Linked DNA regions of Podarcis muralis: region 1 is linked to region 2. Evidence: chromatin contacts called from public Hi-C data. All regions are on one chromosome and are shown on one strand. The core of a region is the stretch at or near the end of the contact, and the rest is flanking DNA. Distances in the headings are between cores, read along the strand shown.

Region 1 (7,002 bases), core at 1,976-4,475, 250 kb before region 2:
GCCTTTCATACACTTTTCAGAGCCATTCAAACCTCATATGACCAAGATACGTTCTTCCTGTATCTTCTTACAATGTCTATCACCACTCTAGGTGAGTTGTTTATAGACATTAACCTTGAGAGAAATCTTTCCACGTTGACTTGTCTACTGAGGTCAGAGGTCCTGTGTGCCTTGTAGAAGATTCTGAAGCATATTTTAGGGAATGGCTCAGCCAGCTGGTCCTCACTCTTGCCCTGCCTGAACTGAAACTGAACCCAAGAAAACACTCAACGGCTATACGCTGAAGAGTAGATCAGTTGCGCTGGGCATGTTTCAAGAACATTTGCCTGTCATTCTGGCCTTCTCACGGAGAAGCCCCAGAGAAGCTTCCACAGGAACCTTAGGGTTCTTCAGAATAAAGCCTGAGAATCACTGCCATTGATCAGTAACAAGCAAAGAAGAAGCAAACAAAATCCAAAGGTGCACTGTCAGTTGCTGCTTCATAGCTGTGAATTCCTTTTCCTGGAGAGTCACTGAAGTCAGAACATTGTTTTGAATCAGTGAGAGGAATTATTTAGTGTTTGCTCCTCATTTAGTTTGATATTTATCTTTTAGAATTTTCTTTTCTGTTTTTCAAAAATAGTACTTTTTAACTTGAAACTCAGAAAGATGGCAGGTTACACACTTCAATAAAAAATAGCAAACTTTAACTGAAGATAGGCCCAACTGAAACAATAGAGACTCTAATAATTTTCAGAACCCCATATTATGCTTACCGTACAAGTAGGCTGGCCAGATTGTTCAGAAGCCACATGTAAGCCATTGTCTAGAGTGGTGACATGCGTCTCAGGAATATGATGCAGCACCTGAGCATAAGATGCAGTGCTTCCTCTTCTTGTCAAACTCCATAGCGCTGGCTAAAGAAAAGTTTATTGTCAAAAGCACAATTCATATAACAAGATATATACACGAAGAGTCATATAAAGACATCAGATACATGTGAAAAATTACTTGTATGCAATTTTAAGTTGTTACAGAAACCACCTGATGAAATGTGACCACCACCAAAAAAAATATCCCAGCATTAATACAAAAAGTGACCACCACCCAAAAAAATATCCCAGCATTAATACAAAAAATAACTTCTGATCAGAAAGAGGACACCATGGTATATGCATACATCATATACCTGAATGGAGTTTTCAGTACAGTCATACCTCGGGTTACAGACGCTTCAGGTTACACGTTTTCACATTCACAACCCGATCGTCCACTGTATTACATCACCGGTATCTAACTGACCTAACCAATTCCTTTCTATAAGGGTCCAACACAGCAGAAAATCAATTTTTGTTCAATCAACCTCAATTTTAAATATAAAGAAGCACTACAGAGAGATGGCTTTACAACTTTCCACTGACTGAGCTGAATGTAGCACACTTTTATTGTATTTTGTCTCTAAGATCTGAAACATCCCATCTACAACATTGCAATAAACATTTATAAACAAGTATTTAAAATTTAGCTTTCTGCAAAAACCCAGTTATTTGCCCCGGCAATAAAGGAGAGCCCAAAGCACTCAAAGTCAATGGTCTATAAATAGTCACTATAAAAGGTGCTGCTATTAAAGATATTGCCATTTGGCAGTAGCAGGTAAGTGGTATCTAAATTACAAAACTGAAAATGACAAATTCTCCATCCAGTCCCATTTATTGTTCTAATGTATAAATCTCACTATAACCTACATCTTTCATAAATAGGACTGCCTCAGATTACTGCCCACCAGCTTAGCATGTGCATCCGTCAAAGTGTAATGATGAGCAATTCTATGTCATGCCTCCCTAGCCACTGAAATTGCAAATGGAAGCAGGCATTTCGTAGACCCCAATGCCATCCATCCACAGAGGGGTGCCAAATACATCAACTCCAAAATTACCTGTTCAGGAGGATTTGCAGAAAAAAGCTTTACAATCATTGTACTATTAACTAAAAAGAATGCCTTATGAAATCTTCCTTCCAGTACTGAAAACTACATCTTTTAAAGTGAAAAATGAGGTTTCCCCAAATAAACTTGTGAATTGCTACATTAAATCTTTGCAAATGCACTTGGGGAAATACACAAATGAACACCACAAAGTATATAAATTACCTGTAGCAGAACATTAAACTTAAAGGTATTAAACTTGCCCCAAATACTAAGTCAAAATAATGCTTATCTTTCTACATAGATTGATGACAGAAACAGCTCATTATTTAAATTCAATGTAATCATTTGGGAAACGTCTCTAACAATTAAAGCAACCCCAAATTTCATTAAAAGAACTGAACTCCTAATTCCATTATCCCATGAATCAAATCTGATGTGCGTACATCAGAAGCTTATTTTGCAACACAAAAACAAAAAAGGAGAGATTTTTATAACCGCATAACGGTGGCAAGTTGGCAACTTCTGCCCAATCTCACTTTAGCTTAATGATGAATTTAAGAGCTCTGGGACTACCGCCACAAATGTTTTGGAAAACATGTTTCTTCCTCTTTTTTTGGACTGTGTTCCCACAACGCTACCCAGCAAGATGTGGTCAGTACTACACGCCTAAAATGAACTGGACCGCTTGACTTCAGAAAGAAACCCTGCCCCTTCTTATGAAGTCTTAGAAAGGCTGCTCGGGGCGCAGGAAAAACACTCTGCAGGTGCTCAGAGGCACGTGTTTTTTTTTTTTTTTGCTCCAAAGGACACGGCCAATGTGGGGATATGGGAGGGTAAGTGGCGACGCTGTCAAAATGAGCACCGCCCCAGCAACAGCAACAGCAGCAGCAGCGGGGGGGGGGGGGCGTGAAGGTTGGTAGGGGGGGCTGCAACCCACGATATCTGTAGAATGTCACGATTTGCGCTTCCATCGCCGGCAGCTCTCAGCCACTAGGCCTCGCCCGGCTGGTGAAATGGGCGGCCTGGACGGGCGCCGTGACCTTCGCGGGCGGCTTCCCCACGGGCTCCGCACACACTCCCCGCTTCGTTCGCTCCCCCTCTACCCACCACCGCCGCCCTTTCCTCCTCCTCTTCCACCCCGTCAGCGGCCCACCCGGTCAGGCACTCACCGGAGCGTGAGGACCCCGAAGAAGGGCCCGGCTGGCCACACAACCCGCCGCCCGGCACACAGAGGACGCCGCCATCTTGCCGCCTTAACCCCGGCAGCTCGGCAGGAGGAGAGGGAAGAGCGCATGCGCGGGAGGAGGAAGGGGGGGAATCAGAGATGAGGCAAGACATCCGCATGCGCAGGAGAAAGATGGTAAGGGACTGTTTGTATTAAGAGGGAGTCACCAGAGAGAGATAAGAAAGAGTTAAGAGTCACACACACAGGCTAAACTTACGGTAAAAGATTGAAGGCCGCCGTTGGTCAGGGGCCTCTCCATGGGCGTCGCTCGCTTGCGTCATTTGAGGGAAGAGGCCTATACCTTGCATGGGAAGCCTGAGTGGAGAACTTGTTCCATTTTAGACCGGAAGTGTGTCAAGAGGAGCTAGCAGTGCTTTTGGCGAATCTTCTACCTCTATGAGGGCAGAAGCCCATGCTGTTTCTTTCAAAGTTAGCCCAGAATCTGACCGCCTGCTTGTGTGTTTCCTAAGATTTAATTCTTTTAAACATAAAAAGTCAGAGAAAGGGACGCTGAAGAAAAAAAGAACCCAGCTAATTAAATGGACAGGCCATTGGTAAAATCTTCGCCGTCCCGGGAGAGAGGATTTATAACAAGGGGGTTCCAAATTGGGTCTTTGAACAGGGTGAAATAAAGCCTAATTTCGTCTCTGCTTTTTCTCCTGACAGGGACTCAAAGCGGCTTACTGCTAAAATAAAAGCAGCTAAAAACGGGGAAAGCGATCATTTTAACAAAATCAAACATTAATAGAATCAAACTTCTAAAAATTCATCTATCCTCATTTTAATCTAAACGGAAAAATATTAAAACGATTATTAAAATGCCCCCCATCCACCTGTTGCACAAAAGTTTCTTCAAGGCAGTGGGACCTGCAACATGATGTTTCAGCGTGGAGCATTGATGTTCAGGATTTGGTAGTGGCTGTGTTTAGTGAGATGGAGCTATGAAGCCACCATCCTGACCCTTGTGCTATTCCTGCTTTCCTGGATGGGGCTGGGGGGCAGGGCAATGGTGAGGTTGGGGCAATATGGCTCTTCTGCCGGTTTAACCACTGCTACCTTGCCCCAGGCCTGTTAAAAAAAAGTGTCCATCCCAACATATGCGCTGCCCTCTCAGTGTTTTATGCCCTCTACCAGGGTATTCCATTCCATTCCCTCTGGCCCCTCTCCTGATTTTCCGTTCTCTCCCACAACAGCCAGGCCACATTCTGTGGTTGCTGAGCACTTTGGGTCCTCTTTGGGCTGCTTATTGTTACAGAAGTCTGGAAACCTCTTTTTACTATGTGAGCAGGGTTATTTGGAGACAAGAAATCTGTTTTTGTCCATTTTAAACATTTTTCTTATTTATAGCATTTATAGCTTACCTTTTTCTCCAAGGAGCTGAAGGTGGCATATGTGATTCTCCTCTTCCTCATTTAATCCCCACAATAATCTTGTGAGGTAGGTTAGGCTGAGTAGCAGTGACTGGCCCAAGGTCGGCCAGAGAGCTTCATGGCCAAGTGAGGATTTGAACTCTGGCCTCCCAGATCCTTGTCCAACACTCTAACCACCATATCATACTAGCTTGCAAAACTATTTACCAGGGGAGAGCCCCTATTTCCGGTATCCATCATCAGCAAACCCTTGACCTTACAGTACTTTGCCTCTTAGGGCAGTTTTGGAGACACCACTTTGAAAATGGTTGTCATGTGTGCCACTGTGCACTAGAGGCCACTATCTTCCTTTCAGCCACCGCTACAACTGCTTATTGAGATGAGTTGCAACTGCTCTATAATAAGCACAAATAGATTCAGAGTAAGACTAAACATTCTCAAACTTTTTTTTTTTAAAGGAAACAGTGGTGGTTTACGCTTTGCTTCAGAAGCTGTTTCGGTAAAAAAATAAAACAAAAACTGGACAGGCGATTTCTCGGAAAACCTATAGAGTTTACAGTAGACGGGAAATAGCCTTCACCAGTGTTGCAGCAGTTGGGGGTGTGTGTTAGCAAAAACAAAAAAAAAAATCCTTCCAGTAGCACCTTAAAGACCAACTAAGTTAGTTCTTGGTATGAGCTTTCGTGTGCATGCACACTTCTTCAGATAAGTTAGCAAAGTCACTTAAAGCAGATGGAGTCCAGAGAGAAAAGAAATATTGATATCACTTTACTGAGGAAAAAACAGGATAATTGAGAAAGGAACAGAGAGGTTTTGCCTTGCTTTACTTCAGACCTTGTACAGAGCAGGGAGACATTCAGCTAAACATGCAGAGGAAAACTCCCTCAGAACTACTCAACCAATTATGGCACGTAATACCTCATCAAATATCACACCACTGTGCACGGTTACTAAGCAATACCTCCAACTGTCCACCTCTTGGCTAGTTGACTTTAACACTTACCGTTAGACTGCTCATGGAATGATCTCTGCTGTTGCACTTTGCACAGGGGGTGAAGCTATAGACCCACCCCCTTGACACTGGTGGTGTTGCTGCTTACTTGGACAGGGTAGGATAGGTGCTGGGGAGATCAAGACTGCATGGGTGGCACCAGCAAGAGAGCCAAATTGGTCCCAGTGGGGCACCTCTGTAGCCTGAACCTCACCACCAAGTTAGCATCAGTGTCACTGGTGTCAGGGGGATGGCACTGTGGTCTAAACCACTGAGCCTCTTGGGTATGCCGATCGGAAAGTTGGCTGTTCAAATCCCCATGACGGGGTGAGCTCCCGTTCCTCTGTCTCAGCTTCTGCCAGCCTAGCAGTTTGAAAGCACGCCAGTGCAAGTAGATAAATAGGTACCGCTGTGGTGGGAAGCTAAATGGCGTTTCCGTGCACTCTGGTTTCCGTCACGTTGTTGCGTTGTGCCAGAAGCGGTTTAGTCATGCTGGCCACATGACCCGGAAAGCTGTCTGTGGACAAATGCCAGCTCCCTCAGCCTGCAAGCAAGATGAGCCCCACAACCCCATAGTCGCCTTTGACTGCACTTAACCGTCCAGAGGTCCTTTACCTTTTACCTTTCTTCCCCATCATCAGTGCTGCTACTGCCAATGTGTAAAGTGGGATATTAGCATACCTTCCAACACCTCAACAGCAAAATCCTGGGGCACAATCTTCCTTGACACCATCTTCCCGTTTTCTTCTCATGAGAGGATGGCAGCCGTTTTGGACATAATGATCTCGCACAATTTCACACCCTGATTTCTCCCCCCCAAAAGCACTTTTCTCAGGCACGGTGCCCAAAACTGCACGCTTTGGGGTGCTGAGCGAGATCATTGCCCCAGGAAATATCATGGTGAGAAAATGCTCAAGATCACTGCTTCCAAAATGTCAGCCATTCTCTCACGAGAAAAAAACGGGATGTCCTGGTTTTTCTGGGACACTTGCAGGGTATGGGATAGAGGACTCAGACAATGACCCTTGCTGTAAGAACCAGTTTGTAGTGCATGTACGCACACAAGAAACTTGCCTGGCCAGGCCTGAGACACAGCTTAGTGCAGTCACAGTGGCCAAGGGTGATCAGCTACGACTAATCATTGGCAAGGATACCTTGCCCACAGTGTTTCATGTGCTGGTAACCTCGTGTTTGCATTACTGCAATGTGCTCTAAGTGGAGCTGCTTTGCGGCTTGGTTTGGAAGTTTCAGTTATTGCAGAACACTGTGGCTGGGCCAGGGGAGAGGAACCTTTTTCAACCTGAGGGCAAAGGAAGTTTTAGGGTAGCACAACCAATGTGGTTGTACTGGGTGCTGCACTGCAGGAGATGACACAGGAATACAGAGCTCGAGAGGTGGGGTGTGTGTGTGTGAATTTTAGCATAGCAAAGAGCACGAGCCCAAAGTCCACCACTGCTTAGGGCCACATTTCTTCCCGAGCAACCTTCTCATATCTCTGCTGCATCAATGT
Region 2 (6,929 bases), core at 1,821-4,320:
TGTAAATAAGGAGCATGGGACAGCAGACAGGGCTGGTTTGCATCAGCTCCAACCCCACATATCCACTTTATCCAGCCCACAGAGGAGGGTGTTGGCAGGATGTGGCAGTGCCACTAATAGGAAGGGGCAAGGCTTCACCATCCTTACACTGGGCCCATTTTTCTCTTGGCAGACAGGCAGATACTGAAGCAAAAGAGGCCTTTTCAAAAATAAGCAACTGAAACATAGGGAAGCCTGAAAAGCACAAAGGCCAGTGCTTCTGATGAGTCATGGACCTGTTTTAAGACACGATTTCTTTAAAATTTGCACACTAATTAATTGCCTATATTAAGAACATTATAGGGCCTTGTATAATGTTCTGAACATTATAGGGCCTTGTACATGTGCTCTGGGGTTTTGGGGGGGAGGGAACTGGAGGATTTTTGCATTTTCAAAAATTTGGAAGCTTCATATGTGCATTAAAATATTACAATGAAGTATGTTGCATGCTCCCATCATTGAAAGAGGGGAGTGTTTCTCCCACTGCAAATGGCAAGTGTGAGGGAGGTTAGGACAGTGGTTGGGGTTAGAGACTTATGATCCCCTTCCATGCCTGTTCCAAAAGAGGCCACCCCCCACCCCAAATATGGGGGAGGGAATCAACGATGCAAGAGTAAACTATGTGACAAACATCACCTCTAGTTTGACTCCTAAGTAAGTAAATTATAACTATTAAGCACAAAAGCATGGTTTCTTTATGCAGCTGCTTCAGGCACAAGTTCAAGTTTCTAGCATTAGAACTAAATGCTTTAAGCCAAGCTGTGTTTGTTTCAAAGCAAATTCACATTTCAATGTTTATGCTATCCCTAGGAATTCTCCACTAAATACACCCTCACACTAGAGAGGAGGGTGTTATCACTCATCACTCTGATTCCTATTTGGGCTGAAGCAATCTGTTCTTTCACTTTCCATAATTGCTAACATGTCTGACTTGGCTATAATTACTGCCACTATTGTTACAACATTTGCTCAGGCTTAGCCGTCTGGCCCCTTCATCAGTAGTTGGACAGGCCTGTTATTAGCCTCTCTCTATTATAATCCACATTAGAAGGAGGTTTGAAACCACTGCTGCTCTCCTCTGCATTCAAGGAGTCACAGTATTCTCAGTAGACACAGAAAGCCAGCTTCAGAGATACTTTCTAAACAGCTGCCTGATTGTGTGTGTGTGTACATACACACACACAAATGTATACATAAACATCAAGAAATACATGCATTAGTCGAGCTCTGAATCCTTTGTAATGGCTATCATCCAACACAGGCTCCCTTTGGGAGTAACTGCCACACAGCTTTTCCTTTTCCTTTTCAGCATTACAAATGCCTTCACATTTCATCCACATCAATACACTCGAGCTCCAATGCACTATATATTCTGCACATGGAGATCAGGTGTGAAAGATGGGTCATTGGATTTGCAAACACTAGAGATAAAGGGAAGGAGTGTGTGTTAGCCCCCCCCCCCCCCCGATCAGTTTCTGAATACAGTATACCATGAATACCTTGGGTTGTATGCAACTCACCCTTGAACGTGCCCACATTAGAGCTTGACTTTCTGGTGTGAAAGTTAGGATGAAATGCATGTATCACATCCCTTGGGCAACGAGAAGCAGGTGTAGGCTAAGCATCTTAGGGTGCACCTCATCTGATATACTATCCCATCTTTCATTCTGCACCTGTTTCTCTTCCTTGCCACTTAAGCAAGACTGCATATTTTCATTTCTCCCTATGTACCAATCCCCATCAGTTTCCATCTCACATAGTGATATTTGGAAGTAACGAGAAATGCCCCCTCCCCTCCTTTTGGCACAGGAGAGCAGTTACTGATGTAAGATTGCAAAGCGTTCTTTGCAAAATATTCTTTTTATTTTTAACCATTTGCCTGGCCCAACTATAAGAAATCACAGTCAATTAAAGTGCATGGCAAGAGCAATACCAGGCCACTGAGGGACAAACCAAGGACAAACATCCGCAAAAGAGCTTTGAAAAAGACCTGAAATGGAGAGGTGAAAGTGACACAGTCACTACTAGGATGCACTGTAAAGTGAGGCTTCCTTCAGCAAGGAGACACTCTCTGTAGCCCAGAGTCACCTTCAAGTCTCACAAGGCTTGTCATTTGACCCCTACCCTGTCAACACACCATGTGAGACACGCCAAGCAGCCCATCTCCTCGGAGCAGGCCCTGCGCCACTTGACACAACTCAAAGCGGCACGGCGTCGTTGAGACCAGCGCCGCCTAATTTTCCAGGGGAAGGTGCGCGCACCATTCTCACCGGGTGCCCAGCAGCTCTCTAAAGGCAGCAAAGCCCCCGGGGGTGGGGGACGCTTCCGCCCCTTCCTTCCACAGTACCGAAGTGCTTCTTCAGTGCCCGGAGCTGCACACAACCTCCCCAGAGGCCACAGGCTCTGGGAAGCCTTGGTCCGGTGCACCTTCCTGCCCCATGGACCTGCGCAGCGACAGAACGGTGAAGCAGTCGTAAACAAATCCGGACTTGCCTCCTTCCCTCGAAGTTATGGGCTGCGCCTGGAAAACCCCCCAGGACAGCTGCGTGCGTGTGCTTTGCACACCTGGAAGGGGGGGCACGGGCGCAAGGCCCACCCCCCCCACCCATGGCAGACGGGGAGCAGCAGCAAGAGGAGGAAGGGGCCGGAGACCCGCCGCGCCCCCCTCGAGACAGCTGTCCCCGCCGCCGCCTCCCTCGCCCCCCTGCCCCCGTCGCCGCCCCCCGCCTGACCTGTAGGCGCTGCAGGTAAGAGGCCGGCACGTAGCCCGTCTCCCCGGAGCCCGCCCGGGTCACCAGCCACCAGTGCTGGTTGCTCCGCTCCAGTAGCAGGAAGGTCTCTCCGGCGCCGAAGGCCAGGGAGCTGGGCTCGGCCGAGCGGAAGCCGTACAGGGCCCGGTACATGGCGGCCGTGAAGGTGGGGTGGGGGGAAACACTACAGGGCAGCGGACCCGAAGGGGACCCTCCGGTCAAGTGCCAGCGCCGCCTTCTCCGCCGGCTCCCGCTGCAAAACACGGCTCCCCAGGCTCCGCCCCCGCCCCGGGCTACGTCACCCTCGCCGGCGATGTCAGCGCGCAGCCACGCCCCCTGCCGGGCTCGCGGGGCTGCGGCGCCACCTGCTGGGCTGCCGCTCTATGTGGGAGGCGGGAAGCGCGGCCGGGGGCGGAAAGAGCAACAGCGCCTCAAGCGGCTGCTGCTGCTGTTGTTATTGGGTCAAGTTGTCGTCCCTCGCCCCGCCTTGGGGGAACGTCTCCGGCGCCCCTCTATACTGTACTAAAATGCTCTCACGCTGCATTTTCCCTTAGTCTTATTCTTATTAGAAATAGTAGAATAAGAATAAGAATTCTATTATTTCTACCCCACCCATCTGGCTGGGGTTTCCCCACCCTGGCTGGGTGGCTTACAGCAAATATAAAACCATAGTGTGGTTTTATATATATTTGTCTGTGCACCCTCATTTTTCACTCATGGGTCTCAAGGTAACTTACAGGGGTTTTTTAAACTGCCAAAAAAGCCCCCCACTCATTAAAAAACGAACATAGGTAGATAGATATTCTATTAAAAGCATACAATCACAACAACAAAAAAGCTCTTACAGGCCTTTCTTTCCTGATGCATCCACAATAACTACACATTGAGGAGAGTAGTTTCACCACCAAATTTCACTGCAGCTAGTCTAACCCAGGCATGGAGGCAGTAGAGAGAAGAGTTTGAACTCTTGTCTGGTTCTTGCTCTGAAGAGAGAGGAAGAAAATCACAAAGTAAAGCTGTCCTATTGCCTTACTGGAGACAAGGGGCGAGAAGGACATGTCTCTTGGCCTAATCACTGGCTGTACTCTGGAGGAGATATTTTAAGGCACTGGATGAATACTGTATACCTGAACAAAATGAAACAGTGGGACACTGTCAAGTTCTTTATGAGGGAACATGGTGCTGAAGGCAGATGCTTATGTGGCTGTGTTAAGGACTAGCATCAACCTGTAATTTTAGGGTGACTCATCAGATTCACAATTGTTTGGGAGACAAGAGATCAGCATTTGCATGAACAGCTGTTGCGAGAAACCAGTTTAACACTACATCGCTGCCTGGATGTACGCAGGTCAGCAGAACTTTCTAAAGCAAGAATTAGAATATTAGCAGGCACCCAAGAGACACAGGTGCATGCTGTCCAATATAAATAGGATGTGCCACCTAATGGAGGAGCATGCAGGAGACAATGCCTGTATTGCGGGAAACAACATGTAAAGAGAAAAGAATAATGCCTAGCATATGGACAGCACTGCAAAGCATGTGGCAAGTTTTCAAAGCTAGTGCAGGAAGGTGAAATCTCAGAGACAGACAGTGAAAGCAGCACAGGAAGACAGTGATGAATCTAAGCACTGGGATGATGTCCTAAGCTGACTTTGGGATCACCGTTAGTGAGAAATACTGGGGCAGTGGAGATCAGTACCCACCCCTACTGCACTCTTTGCTCATATGCTTTTGACCAAAAAATTTTTCCCTTTCAGCTGCAATCTGCTGCCAGTGACACTGGTTAATGTAAAGACATACTGTACATTGAACTGTGTCACCAGCTGCTTATTATGTACAACAAGACTACAGTGGTACTTCGGGTTACATACGCTTCAGGTTACATACGCTTCAGGTTACAGACTCCGCTAACCCAGAAATAGTACCTCAGGTTAAGAACTTTGCTTCAGGATGAGAACAGAAATCGTGCTCTGGCGGCCTGGCAGCAGCAGGAGGCTCCATTAGCTAAAGTGGTGGTTCAGGTTAAGAACAGTTTCAGGTTAAGAACGGACCTCCAGAACAAATTAAGTATTTAACCTGAGGTACCACTGTATCCTGAAACCTGCGGGCAAGTGCAGACGTCTTCTTTTTTTACATTCGAGAGGCATATCAATTTTATGAAATAAATAAGTAAAGGAATTGCAAACAAATTGGAACAATTAGATGTAAATCCACTGTAAAAATACAAAGGTTTTTTTGTTTTGTTTTTACAGTCTGTAGTGGGCCAAGGCTTGTTTGTTTGTTTGTTTGTTGCTGGCTATTATGTTGAAAAAAGCTCCGGAGTGCCAGTTCTCACACACTCCCTTTTGGCTCTGCCTGCACAGTTTTCTAACATCCTGGAAGTGATGCTAGCCAGGCGGAAAGCAGAGATTGCTCCCTTCACTGTTGCCAGGAGTGGGGAGAGGATGAATGAGGACAAGGGAATGAGAGGGGAGGCTGGGTATTGCCTGCAGGCATCTCTAGCGTAAGCAATGTGGTCGCTTTCAAACATTTAAATGTTCAGTCACCTTATACTTGAGAGAAACTGTCACCTTCAAGACGCACCTTTATTAAGGTACTGTACTATGTAAATGCATGCAAAACAGAACTGATTAGACACTTGCCAAGTTTTCTTTATTTTTTAAACAGAACACAGAGTTCTATTCATTTAAAGCATCTAAAATTGGTATGACAATCCCAGTGAAAATGAACCGTACGGAGCACATATCTTCTTTCACTCTCCGCTACCTGACAAGGACAGAGAGAGAGGCACAGTAAGACTGAAAGGCTGATAATGGAAAACAGAGAATAAAAGGAACTGTTTCAAGGAGGCTTGACTATGACAGTCTTTTTCATGAGTTATGGCAGAGGCAAGAAAGCAGAACGATCCAACAGAGCTTGGGAGCTACACAAGTAAAAACACCGGGGGGGGGGGGGGGATTGAGAGTTGTATCTAACAAGGCCCTGGTCACAGTAGAGACATTAAAATTAATTCTAGGACTAACCACAGCCCCAACTGCATGAATGCCCCACGAATACTTTTTTTTTAGACCTGTAAATAAAAGAGGCTTCCATGTATTATTCAAGCCATACCCACATTTAAAGCACATTGCTTCTCCCAAAGAATCATGTGAAGTGTAGTTTGTTAAGGTGCGGAGAATTGTAAATCTATGAGAGGTAAACTGCAGTTGCTATGATTTATTTTATTTGTTTGAGGGAGCCAGGTGCTTCAAACGGGCTTTAAATGTATGGTATGGATGTAACCTTATCAGTCTCTGAATTGAGATTGAAAGCTGGCTCTTGAGTCCTCACAGAGTGTTATAGCTCCAAGTACAGAGCTCCAAGGACAAAGGACTGTTAGATTGCCACAAGTGGAACCTGCAACGAAGTGTTGCAGCATGGAGCTCTCCTGCTGAGAATTCCAACCAGCCAGCCATTCCCCCCTTCCCGGATACTCAATGTCATTTCCACTCCCACTGAGTTTTTCCTTTTCTGAGCTTCCTTCCCTCCCCGACCAAAATCAACCAGCATTCTGTGGCTTCAGAGAGTCCTCATAAGTCTTTTGCAGAGTTCCCATTGTAATTTTTTCGTAGGCAGTTGTTTGTACTTTTGCAAACCTTGGGGTTCCTCCAAGATTGCTGATAACTCTCGTGTTTGTGTGTCTGGTCTCTCGGTCTCTCGGTCTCTCGGTCTCTCTCTCTCTCTCTCTCTCTCTCTCTGTGTGTGTGTGTGTGTGTGTGGCTAACAATATCCATGAAGCTTTAGTTCAGCAAAAGGTCAGTAGAGGGCGATCGGAGCTTGCAAAACAGAGCTCTTTCGTTCTCCAATTCCTTCGTAAATTACCAAATATAGAAAAGCCCTCGAGCTCTGCCTTCTGCTTTCTTTGAACTGTTTTGTTTTGCTTTCGGAAGTCATGGTTTACTGTTATTCCCTACCAGCTAAAAATAAAAATATAAAAATGCACAGATCTAGAACAGTGTGGCAACATGCTGTGGCATGATCTTTTGCAGGCAATGGCCTAATTTGCCAGCTTTCGGGTGTGTGAGATTTTCACCCCAAACAGATATGGATTGAATCTAGTGGTAGATGACTGAAAGGATGGTGGAGAGCAGAGTGGGTGAA

The links. A called contact is a pair of places that touch in the nucleus more often than the background predicts.
Region 1: a contact with region 2 is called in a Hi-C map of tail, with 2.9 times the contacts expected there. The contact joins the promoter of UQCRC1 here to the promoter of NCKIPSD in region 2. A contact is called at or near these places in 2 of 3 Hi-C or Micro-C datasets (blood and tail).

Annotation. Positions count from the first base shown.
Region 1 is chr2:83,224,466-83,231,467 of rPodMur119.hap1.1, reverse strand. UQCRC1 (ubiquinol-cytochrome c reductase core protein 1) reads right to left here and starts at 3,225. Exons shown (of 13, transcript XM_028719159.2): 1 at 3,076-3,225; 2 at 756-896. The coding sequence starts at 3,150.
Region 2 is chr2:82,977,377-82,984,305 of rPodMur119.hap1.1, reverse strand. It overlaps NCKIPSD (NCK interacting protein with SH3 domain), which reads right to left and starts at 3,070. Exons shown (of 13, transcript XM_028719155.2): 1 at 2,772-3,070. The coding sequence starts at 2,942.